Linked DNA regions of Mus musculus: all the other regions are linked to region 3. The links are chromatin contacts, called in public ChIA-PET, Hi-C and HiChIP or PLAC-seq maps. All regions are on one chromosome and are shown on one strand. Each heading gives the region's core, a stretch centred on a gene start, on an enhancer-like site or on the middle of the called end of the contact. The rest is flanking DNA. Distances are from core to core; before and after follow the strand shown.

Region 1 (2,755 bases), core at 221-2,720, 530 kb before region 3:
CCTCAAGCCTGGTTTCTGTATTCTTGAGGTGGGCTTGTAAAGTTAGTATGACTCCAAAATTCACTCAGAGAACCCCTGGGAAAAGCTTGCGGTGTCAAACCAGTCAGGTCCAGCTCAGGTTAGCCCTCACCGTGTGACAGAGAAACAGAGACCCTAAATTATTCTCCTCCCAGGATCCTGCCTTCCCTTACCAGAGAGCAACAAACTCCTATACAGGGAGCCTCAGGAGCTGGGTAACTCTGACCAACCCTGGCCCCAGCTCAATGGCAATAGAGCGTAGGAGCCATCAGGTTCCTCCAAACAACATGACAGCCAGCATCCACCATCCCATTCCTAAGAGCCAGCGCAAACCCTGCTGCTCTCTGCACGAATACATTCTAGGCTGTCCAAATAAACTTTTGAGGAGCTTGGGACTGTAGCTCAATTGACAGAGTGCTTACTAAGCATGTACGATGAACCCCTTGATCTGGCTTCCCAACACCACATAAACTAGGCATGTTGGTGCACTCAAAGGTGGAGGCAGGAGAAGCGGGAGGGAAAGACCATGCACATAGCAAGTTCAGGGCCTGCTGGGATACATGAGATCCTGGCAGAGACAGACAGACAGACAGACAGACAGACAGACAGACAGACAGAGAAGATAAAAGACATTTAAGTATCTATGCAGATTTTACAAACCCTCTTTACCCTCCCTAAGGAAAGAACACTACGAAAACAACACAATGTCAAGCCTGAGGTGGCAGCGACCACCTGCAAACCAGCACTCAGGAGGCACTGATAGGAGGGTCAAGAATTCAAGGCCAGTCTGATCTACATAGCAAGTTCCTATCCTAGAAAACCAACCACTGAAGATATGGTTCAATAGCAGAATACTTGTCTAGCATGCACAAATCCCAAATGGGAGTCGGGGAGGAAGAGAAGAAGCAGAGCAGAGCAGAGCAGAGCAGAGCAGAGGAGAGCACAGCACAGCACAGCACAGCACAGCACAGCACAGCACAGCACACGACAGCACAGCACAGCACAGGACAGCACAGCACAGCACACTACAGCACAGCACAGCACACTACAGCACAGCACAGCACACTACAACACAGCACAGCACAGCACAGCACAGCACAGCACAGCACACATAGCACAGCACAGCACAGCACAGCACAGCACAGCACAGCACAGCACAGCACAGCATCCCCAGGACTACGCTCCTGGCAGAAGCTACAGCCAAAGTGTTAGTGAAGATGGGGCAGCCGAGGAGGAAGGGGGTTTCCCGAGTCTACTTCTCAGGCACTGTTTCCCATAAGTGGCTGCCAGATAACCACACCTGGTCTCAGCAGCCCTGCAACAGAGCTGGCCACCTCAGTTCCCAGCTCCTCCCTTGGCAGAGGTTCAAGGCACCCCCACCCCCAACCCCGAGCAGGGCTGGGAAAGTACTCCTGTCCCCGCAGTAAAGACTGGCAGCACAAGGTGCATTTCCCAAGATCTTACACACCTCGGTGCAGAGATGAGTCAGCGGGAGGTAGGGGGAGGGGGAGGAGGGGGCACTCAACCTCCTTCACACCTCACCAACACCTCCTGCGGGTTTACTCAGCCTCATACGCCCTGACCAGCCAGCCAACTTGCCAGAGTCAATTCTCCCCTCAGATAGGTTTGTGCCATGCCACAGAGCAGTGTCCAGAAAAAGGCTAAGGAGACAGCACGGGGAGAACACCCTTTCTGTCACCATTGTGTCCCAAGTCCCCATTCCCGCCTCATGGCTATCACACAGGATAGTCCCCGTATAGCCCCTCTTCCCCGCTGCAGGAATTCATGATCCAGACTCCATCTATTCATGGACACACACACCATTTGCCGGAAATACCCCCTCTCCACACACAACTCCAACCCCAAACTAAGGCCCAACCCTGCCTCCTCTCTCCGCACTTCCATTCTCCTTGGCGCAAACCTCTGTCCTTGGCTTCTCATTTGCCTCCTTCCACTACCGGAGCCCTCTGCCGCCCTGCCTGCCTTTCTCCAGCATCTAAGGCAGTGTTCAGCACAGAGCAGTTGCTAAATCAACATCGAATGAATGTACAGAGAAATAAAGAGCAAATGAAAAATGATTTAACAAGGCCAAAAAAATTTTAATAGAGAGGTTAGGAAGAAATGCACAGATAAATACATGGGGAAACTGGGAGTAGGTACACACCCTGAACTCCCAGAACTTAGGAGATGGAGGCAAAAGGATTAACAGTTTAAGACCATCTTGGATGGTGGGAAACTTTCATGTAAAGGGAGTAGTGGGGAGCACATGGCAGAGACAGCCAGAGGCAGACAGGTAGGCACTCCTGACTCATTTTAACCTAAGAATTCCATTCATGGGATTATGTGAAGGATATGAATTGAATTCAGAACAGGAGCAAAAGAGGTGCTTGTATAAGAATGGTTCTAGTCACACTGTTTAAACAGCAGAATTCTAGAAACAACTGAAATGTCCAAAACCAGCAAAAACATCTGGCAGGTGACAGACAGCACAACTGCACGCGGTATCACATGACAGTTAAAACGACAGAACCGAAGGTAACAGAGAACAGTGGCGTGCTTTAAAATAATGCCAACTAAGTAGAAGCCAGGCCTGGAGACTTAGACCTGAAATCTCAGCTACACTGGAGACCTCAGCTCATGAGTTCAAGGCCTGCCTGGGCTACAGAATAAGTTGAAGGATCAGCCTGGGTAGCTGAATAAGACCCAATCTCAAAACGTAAAAAGTGAAAAGACAACA
Region 2 (2,911 bases), core at 66-2,565, 810 kb before region 3:
CTAGACTCTAGCTCCTGTACAAGGTGACAGTACAAGGCTCTGGATCTCATGGTGACAGGTCTCAGCTGGATTGTCCAAGGATTATAAGGGAGGGCACAGTGAAACCACCAAACTAGACCTCTCATGGCTAAAAAGAAAAATTTGCTGGGGACCAAACTGCCCAAACTAATCTCTGGGCAGGGGGCAGAGCAAGATGGAGAAAGGCAAGCAGATTTCCTACGGCAGTCAGCAAACATAGGGGGCTTCGAGAGATTCAGGCATTATTGACCAGGAACTAGATGCTCTTGCCTGACGTAGCTGACCTTTGTGGTAGATGAAGAGAGATCCTGGCAGATAATGGATCAAGGGAGGTTTCTGGTAAACAGAAACCTACCTTCTGGCTTGTGTTTTTCTGGCCAAAGTTCTTCTATTTAGAACGTTTGTTGCCAGGACTGCCATTGGGGTAGTGGTGTGTGTGTGTATGAAACTTTGGACCTGATAGCAATCAAGAAATTATTTTCCGCAAAGGCTGTTTAGAGGTTATGAAAGCAGACTGGTTTGTGGGAAATGGGAGCCAGTATGGAAAGGAAGACAGGAAAGAGAAAGAAAAAACATACACACACACACACACACACACACACACACACACACACACACACACACACACACACACACACACACAGCAAGAGACTTTCACATGCTACCTTAGTCCCCTGCCAGTGATTTTTTTAACCCAGGATGGCCAGTCTTAAGAGAAGTCTGCCTCCTGCCACTCTTGGCTTGAACACAGCAGGACTATGGCATCCTAACCTGTAGGACATTTGATAGCAAGATCCAAAAAGGACAAAGTCCGGTGCCCCAACTCAAACACCACAGGTCAGCATCTCATGACCTAACTTGAATGGGAATTAAGAGAGAAGAGGAAAGGATTCCAGGGAAAAAGTGGGTGTGTTCTTCCTACTCTGCCAGAGTCTAGAAACTCTGGGGCTCCAGGTCCACAAGCTATGGAGTCTGCCACTCAGGTCTCCAGTGCTCTGGGAATTCCCCAGCTACCAAGAAAGGCAAGAAAAGGGTGTGGTTTATGCACTTTGGTTTTTGGAAAGAGGAAAAGGGGCCGGTGGGGTAGAGGGAGGAAGGAAGGGGGAGAAAGATTGATTACCTGCCTCTGACTCTCCCAGCACGGGATTTCTGAGGGAATTTCCTTGGGGCCCATAGTCCAAATATTCTAACTGATGAAGGACATTAATGTCTCTAGGATGTCTCCTCTCCTGCTGGGGCCATTACAGCCCTACTCTGGGGAAGAATACAAGCACACCGGGGAGGTTGCCTAGCTGCTGGAGGAGATGGTGTCTGGAGGCCTGAGGTCCAGTGCATTGCACCTGCCCTGGCATTATCTCGCACACCCACCAGAGTCACCAGGCAGTTCCCGATCCCAGTGATCACAGAAACAAAAACGGAGGCTATGGTACAACGGAGCTGCCAAGCAACGGCTTAATTAGAAATGGGACTAAGGAAGAAGACCCAGCATGGGGCTGCAGCTGACAGCAAGCCATTTACCAGGTGGCCAGAGGCGGGCTGGGGCTTTGGGGACTGGGTAGTGCTTTACGGACTTTCTTCCTCATGGTGGGACTTTCCTGTGTATGACAGGTCAATGGCCAGCTTGTTCCTGCAGACATCATAGCACTGTCCTCTACCTGGTCGGGTTTTCCCTTGTGATAAGATATAAGGAAATAGGGGCAGATGTGCATCATACATTGTTTACTAAGGAGGAGAAAGACTCAATGGTTAGCGCTCTTGGTGGACTCAGGGCGTGAGAACTTTGCCTCTTGTTCCTGTAAGTGTCTCTGTTACTATTTTATCAGTGCTTACAGTTTTGATGTAGTATCAAGAAGACTATGTGGAAACTGAGGCAGGAGGCTGCAATGAGCTCAAAACCAGCCTAGATTATAGTTACTTTCTATAGAATAAGCTAATATGTAGCAAGCTTATTTCCATTATACTTAATTAGTTAGATTTTTTTAAAAAAACTGTTGCTTTGTGTATACCCCTGGCTGTCCTGGAACTTGCTCTGAAGACCAGGCTGGCCTCTAACTCAGAGATCCACCTGCCTCTGCCTCCTGAATTCTACCACCACCTGGCAAGACTTATTCATTTTATTTTATTTAATTAATTTATTTTTATATTTATTTATTATTATATATAAGTACACTGTAGATGTCTTTAGACATACCAGAAGAGGGTGTCAGATCTCATTACAGATGGTTGTGAGCCACCATGTGGTTGCTGGGATTTGAACTCAGGACCTTTGGAAGAGCAGTCAGTGCTTAACCACTGAGCCATCTCACCAGCCCTATTCTTTATTTTAAATGTTTGAGTGCTTGGCTCACATGCATGCTAAGTGTGCCATGTGTGTGAATGCCTGACTACAGCTACAGATGGTTGGGAGCCACCGTGTGGATCCTGGGAACGGTAGCTGAGCCCTCTGCCAAGAGCACCAAGTGCCCATCACTGCTGAGTCAATTCTCCAACTCCTATTTATTGTTTTAAAGTTACATTTTATTTATAATAATAACAATAAAATCATTGTTACTGTTATTGTTGTTGTGTTCCTATAATCCCAGCCAGCGATTGGAAGAATAGGCAGGAGGATCAAGGATTATCTTCAATTACATAGTATCACTGGGCTGTCTCAACTGGCCAGCTTCCAATAATGACACAGACACTTATTATTTATTTATGAATGCTTAGGCCTTATAGTTTTGCTCTTTCCCAACTAGCTTGTATAACTCAATTAATCTGTTTATTCTAACTTCTGCCCTGCCACATGGCCATTACCTCTCTCCTTCAGTCCCTCCTTGTCTGACTGGCAAATTCCCTGATTTTTTTCCCAGAGTTCCTCTCTGCCCAGATGTCCTGCCTTTCCTCTCCTGCC
Region 3 (2,763 bases), core at 197-2,696:
ACCCAGGAGATGGCCTGTAGCGTTCTCGTCTTACAGACTGAGTCTCAGGAAGCTTATGGAAACTCCCAGGTCAAGGAGCTGGACTCAAACCCAGCTCTGCTGTCCTCCAAAGCCGAGATATGGTTCATTGACCCTGACTAGCTAGGATGGAGACTGGACCGAGACAGTGTGAGAAACTGTCTATGGCATCTGTACGCAGTTCCAAAGGTTGTGTAGAAACTACAAGACATAAATTCAGAGAAGGCCTTACAAGATGGGATTCACCACTCTCACAGACCTTACGTGGAGGTCCCCTCTAGCTAAGGCTGTCCAAGCAAAGCTGCAACTCTAGTGGGCTTTGACCAGGTAAGCAGAGAGGTAGTTGGAAATTTATTGCTCACACACAGCGGGTGAGAAAGAGGTTGAGAGCAAAGGGCCAGAGTAGTGGTTCTCAGTCTTCTTGATATTGTGACCCTTTAACATACAGGTCATCGTGCTGTGGTGACCCCCAACCATAACGTTATTTTTATTGCTACTTCATAACTGTAATTTTGCTACTGTTATGAATTGTAATATAAATATCTGAAATGCGACCACCGTGAAAGGGTCTTCCAACTCCAAAGGGGTTGCAGCCCAAAGGTTGAAAAATGCTGAGCTAGAGAGCAGCAGAGGTAGGTGTGTGTGTGTGTGTGTGAGTATGTATGTGTATGAGTATGAGTCTGTATGAGTGTGAGTATGTGTGTATATGAGTGTGTGTGTGTGTCTGTGTGTGTGTGTGATGTGAAGCCACCTTGCCCATTCTAAGTATACCCAAGTATTTGTGTCAGTGTGTAGTGTATGAAGAACATGAGAACGTGGCTTGAGGCCAGTCAGGAAGGTAATCAGGCTTTTCCCGAGTTATGTAAAACACTACCAAAATGAAGGGAAACTGGTCCTAGCGTTTGCTGTCTTGCTTGAATTCTAAACATTTCGGCCATGTTTAAATCCTGAATGGTGTGAAAGCCTGAGAGGGAGACGGTGTTTCTGATGGAAATCTTTCTTTGTTGAGTTCTCTAGTTCTTATCTTGGTACTTGTTTCTTGTATACTTGCCACTTGTGTCTTGGTGCTGGGCTAGCTATGGATAGCTTTCGCTTGGTGTGAAGAAAACAAAGTAGTGGGTAGGACTCCAAATCAGATTTCAGCTGGTGGTGGGTTGGGGCAGGCTTTTAGTTCGCGAGTTTGAGCTGAACAGTGCTGCCGGAGTCTCGCAGCACTGAGATATTAAGTTTGAGGACATCAAACAGGGACATAGCATTGAGATGGCCGGAGAATTTCATCCAAACTCTAGTGTTTGACCTGCTGGCAGTAAACTGCACGCTCAGACAAGCTCCACCCACCGAGGCGCCGACCGTGTGGCCATTGGCGGCCACCGCCTCCGCCACCTGCCCCTTACCTTGGGTGGGCGGGGCTACCTGGGCCCCGCCCCCTCGGCTCGGGTTCCCAGGCCTCCGAGCCTCAGGACCCGCCCCCTGTGCGAGGCCCGGCCGCCGGAGCCCGGGGAGCTTGGGCGCCTCGTGATGTCACGGCAGCTTTGATACAAAGAGCCCCTTCGGCCCACGCGGGTCTCCCGGCAACGGGTGCGGGCGGGGGCGGGACCGGCGGCTTCAACTGGTGCGGAGCAGCGCGCCTCCCGGATTGTTTTCTGAGCACGGTGCTGGCTTCGTCCCCGTGTACCCCGCCGGACCCGACTCGACCAGCCGCTGGCTTCTTGTTCATCTACAGCGGCCCGACCTGCAGCCGGTCGGGGGATGCGCTCCCCGCCGGCTCCCGGATGCCAGGTAAGCGGCGACCGCGGGACGCACCTAGCTTGCACCAGGAGTGGGAAGTTGGTGGATTCGCCTCTACCCTCCCTGTGCTGGCCAGGGAGATCAGAGTACCTTCGCAAAACCACTGACCCCTCTGCTTGCTCCGGGCCTTCGGCCAGCGCCCAGGTGCGAGCGTGAGCGGAACCAACTTGGTGCCCGAGGAGGGTGCCCGCGATCCCTGTGGCGCTGTTCCAGAAGTGTTTTAGGGGGAATCTGGTGGAAATGGGAAGAGAGCTTGTCAGCCCCCATCAGTGTCCTGCTCTTAGCTGGGCTGCTTCCCTAGGGAGCTGTAAGTGGTGAAGTTGTTTCCATAGGTGATGGCTGCTGCATGAAGCCAGTTTCCTGCTTTTCCCCTCTCACGGGGCATCTGAAGGGTTAGAAGACAGAACCAGCCTAGTAGTGTAGGGATTTGAGACAGGTCCTGCTTCCCCTCAGCAAGATGCTCCTATGGGTGGAGGTGTGCGCAGGCCACCAGCCTATGCCCTTGAGTCCCGTAAGAGCCCACAGTCCACCTCAATGTAAGTTGTTGACATAGTTGCTTCTCCGTTGCGACAAGTGTTTCCCAGGGCCTAGCATCGAAGCCTCTGTAAACGTGGTACCAATACAGCCCTAGACAGCATTCCGTCACCTCTCCATCTCCCACTTCTGGTCTTGCTTTCCCCAAAAGAGCTAGAAATGATTCGTTGCTGAACTCTTAAGGACTCACCAGTTTTCTACTGGCTGATTTATAGCACCCCTGCCCCCTCCCCCTAAAGTAGCAGAGGGGTCAGAGGTCCTGCCTCCGTGCTTGCTGCTCTAGTCATTTTGGATTGGGCCCCACTTTGCACTGGTTCCTGATGCTCTCCAAGCCTCTGTCTCCCTTCCCAGAGCAAGAGGCAGGTGATAATTGCTTGGGTTCCCACATTCCCTGGGGCAATTTCCAGGGCCCTTCCCTGGTGA
Region 4 (2,703 bases), core at 140-2,639, 620 kb before region 3:
GATAGGCCAGAGGCAAAGAGCAACCAAGACAGACCCAACAGTACCCTGTGGAGTCCAGGTCAGCTCTGTACTGCCCACAGCTGAACCTACCTGTGCGTCACCGAGAGCCCGATATCCCTTCGTACCAGCTGTGGGGATCCATGAGGGAGTTCTGTGGGTGGAAAGAAGCCAAGTTGGGTGAACTGGGGAGGCTCTGTAGAGCTGACCTCTGCTTGCGAGCTTCTATCTCAGAGATCACAGGCTAGACGGGGCTTGATGCACAGAGACGCTTCACTGAATCAATACCCATCACACAGAGATGGGCCAGACCCTGCTAGTGCAGGAGGCCGTGTGGTCACCCTCACACTGGGTCCTTGCCTAGCTCTTCAGGTGGCACACTTGCCTATATTGCCAGTCTGCTTTGGTGGGAGGCAGTGGAATGGATGCAAAGCTGAGAGACTCTCATGTGCATACCAGCCTCTGGCTCTCCTTCATTGGGCATTCACCTTTAGGACTCAATTCTGGCTAATTTTGGTTAAACTGGTGGACACCTGACCTCAGCACAGGGCACGGGGCTGGTCAGCCATGCAACTCCACCTGCACTCTTCCAGCCAGCAGCACCCTGGGGATAGTCCTTGCTGATCACAGAAGAGCAAGGAGATGGTGTGGCTCTTCCGGGCCATCCCTTGAACCTGTAGGGAGACCCCTGCTCCCCTTTCTCTGCTGAGGAGGACCGCGGGCTTGGAGGGTCCCCTCTGCTTACCATATGCAGGCCCCCTGAGAGCTCTCTCTCCTAATATGGCTTCCTCTAAGAGCAGTCATACCAGTGTTTATGGCAAAGCCAACTTTGAGGTAGAACAATGGCTGGGCCCTGTCCATGACCTACAGCCTAAATGACCGACCTGTGCCCCATTCTTCTGAGCCCAAAGAAGATTCAGGGACCCAGAACTCCCCAGGGGTGGTCAGTAGACTACTGCAGGCTTTTTGTTTGGTAAACATGGTGTGGACTTTTATCCAACATATCAAAGGGTTCTATACCCCCCCAAAATTAAGAATCACAGTACTCAGATAACAAATGTCCCACCCCTCCAGGGCAGCTACTCTCCCTATTCCTAATGTTCTTTCTCACAGCTGGTACTCCCGGCACGCTAACTTGTCTAAGGCCGGGTACCACAGACTCAGCAGCACAAGGACCCCCGGCCCACACCAAACAAGGAACTGTGATCGTGACAAAAGGGCCTCTGCTGCCCTCCTGACAATAGGGAGCCCACAGCGCTATCACCAGCGGCTCTCTGGCACATCCTCCATGAGGTTGTTTGCCTCTCAACTTCCTCCCAGGGCCAACCCCACTCAGTCTGTGGCCAAGGATGTCAAAAGACAGCACTGTGAGAGGTGTGAGCCCGCAGCTGCGAGAAACAGTAGCAAAGGGAGCGGCCAGCCATGAAGCTCAGGGCCTGGCCTCTGATTTCTCATGTCGGCCACAAGTATGCAGCCTTTTGTGACAGGCAGCACGGCTCTGGGTCCGGATGGAATCCTGGTCCTGGGAGCCCCACAGACTCACTGCCCTGGGCCCTTGGCCACCACAGCCACCCGAGAATGAGGAGTGATGGTCAGAGATGTAGGCTTTGGTGGTAAGCGGTATCCTAGGGTCAGAGATGCAGGCTTTGGGAAGGGCCCTAGAGAGAGGAGTGCAGTACCTTCTCCTCCTTCTCTGCCTTCCTGGGATGGTGCGGGAGCTCCCTCCAGGACTGTCACTGCCTGCCAGGCCCTGCCTGCCCTCTCTCCTCAGGCCTCACCCCAGACACTATTACCATCTAGCTAGTAGAAAAACAAATCGCTATTTCACTGAGAAAACCCTAGCCATTCCTGGGGCACTCAGATGACCCAAAACAGAGTCACAGGACCTCACAGTTTGTGAGTGCGTGTGAGACCCTAATCCCAGTTGGAGATGGGAGGAAAGTGGAACTCCAGGGTGGCCTGGGTCTCCTCTTTTTCTTGGGGAACTTGTACTCTCAGGGTTGGAGCTGTCTCTAGGAATTCCTGTCTCCTACGGAGGGGAGTCCTGAGCCTTGAGCAGGGTCCAGCTGGAAGACATTCCCCACCCAGAGCACAGCTTGCTGAGGCAGCTCAGAAGGCAGGAGCAGGCACAGGGGTCACTACATAGATGGCAAGGTGGAGCCAGGCTTGGGGCGGGGCTCATGAGGGTACTTTCAAAGTCTCAACTTTCCATAGGCTAGGCTAGGGCCAGCCTGTCATTTTAAGGCCAGCTGTCTCAGAGCTATTTCACGAAGTGGCTGCCAACACTTTTGCTTCTGGACTATGGAACAGCCAATGGGGCTAAGGTGTGCTCAGAGAAATCCACCCCGGATGGGGACATCGACTCGACCATGACTTCCAGTGGCAGAAGGGATGACAATGAATTGTTCTTACCAAACCTGGAGAGACAAAAAGGAGAGCAAGGGGTGATGTCACCACATTGGCTCAGTCTGGGCTTGGAAAGCTACCTGGTTACAGAGCAAGCCAAGGGCTGGGACAAGGGACAGAGACCTAGCCCTGGGTAGGCCTTGCTAGTCACCCAACATAGCAGATTCACCCCACTTTTACCACCAAGAAAACAGGGTCTTCCTAGGTCACATGGCCCATGGGGATGAGTGCCTAAGGTCCAGGAAAAAGGGGATGGATTGGTCTGTTAGAGAGGCAGGGAATTGGGTAGGAGGGCAGAGA

The links. Hi-C and Micro-C count contacts between places; a contact is called where the count stands out from the background. ChIA-PET counts read pairs in DNA pulled down with a chosen protein or histone mark. HiChIP or PLAC-seq counts read pairs in DNA pulled down with a chosen protein or histone mark.
Region 1: a contact with region 3 is called in a BATF HiChIP or PLAC-seq map of CD8 T cells, with 5 read pairs. The contact joins two enhancer-like sites. A contact is called at or near these places in 2 of 115 datasets of contacts at active chromatin or transcription factors (CD8 T cells and memory CD8 T cells).
Region 2: a Hi-C map of liver shows a contact between it and region 3, with 3 times the contacts expected there. The contact joins two enhancer-like sites. A contact is called at or near these places in 2 of 39 promoter capture datasets (liver and pre-B cells), 1 of 15 datasets of contacts at CTCF or cohesin (large pre-B cells), 2 of 484 Hi-C or Micro-C datasets (B cells and liver) and 1 of 115 datasets of contacts at active chromatin or transcription factors (astrocytes).
Region 4: an RNA polymerase II ChIA-PET map of memory CD8 T cells shows a contact between it and region 3, with 6 read pairs. The contact joins two enhancer-like sites. A contact is called at or near these places in 1 of 39 promoter capture datasets (the C10 cell line) and 1 of 115 datasets of contacts at active chromatin or transcription factors (memory CD8 T cells).

What each region holds. Positions count from the first base shown.
Region 1 is chr11:79,130,776-79,133,530 of GRCm38.p6, forward strand. All of the region lies in intron 1 of Ksr1 (kinase suppressor of ras 1), which reads right to left. Among named protein-coding and RNA genes, the nearest start is that of Ksr1, 14 kb to the right of the region's middle. Within about 2 kb of position 1,471, at least 70 of the 459 cell types and tissues checked have an H3K27ac peak or open chromatin away from gene starts, as enhancers often do. A contact at or near this core is called in CD8 T cells and memory CD8 T cells, where this site is marked.
Region 2 is chr11:78,847,641-78,850,551 of GRCm38.p6, forward strand. No RefSeq gene overlaps it. Among named protein-coding and RNA genes, the nearest start is that of Lyrm9, 23 kb to the left of the region's middle. Within about 2 kb of position 1,316, at least 26 of the 459 cell types and tissues checked have an H3K27ac peak or open chromatin away from gene starts, as enhancers often do. A contact at or near this core is called in liver, where this site is marked.
Region 3 is chr11:79,659,060-79,661,822 of GRCm38.p6, forward strand. All of the region lies in intron 3 of Rab11fip4 (RAB11 family interacting protein 4 (class II)), which reads left to right. Among named protein-coding and RNA genes, the nearest start is that of Gm30718, 14 kb to the left of the region's middle. Within about 2 kb of position 1,447, at least 205 of the 459 cell types and tissues checked have an H3K27ac peak or open chromatin away from gene starts, as enhancers often do. A contact at or near this core is called in CD8 T cells, liver and memory CD8 T cells, where this site is marked.
Region 4 is chr11:79,040,787-79,043,489 of GRCm38.p6, forward strand. Ksr1 (kinase suppressor of ras 1) reads right to left here. Exons shown (of 19, transcript NM_013571.3): 5 at 2,410-2,414; 6 at 91-151. Among named protein-coding and RNA genes, the nearest start is that of Gm11201, 19 kb to the left of the region's middle. Within about 2 kb of position 1,390, at least 27 of the 459 cell types and tissues checked have an H3K27ac peak or open chromatin away from gene starts, as enhancers often do. A contact at or near this core is called in memory CD8 T cells, where this site is marked.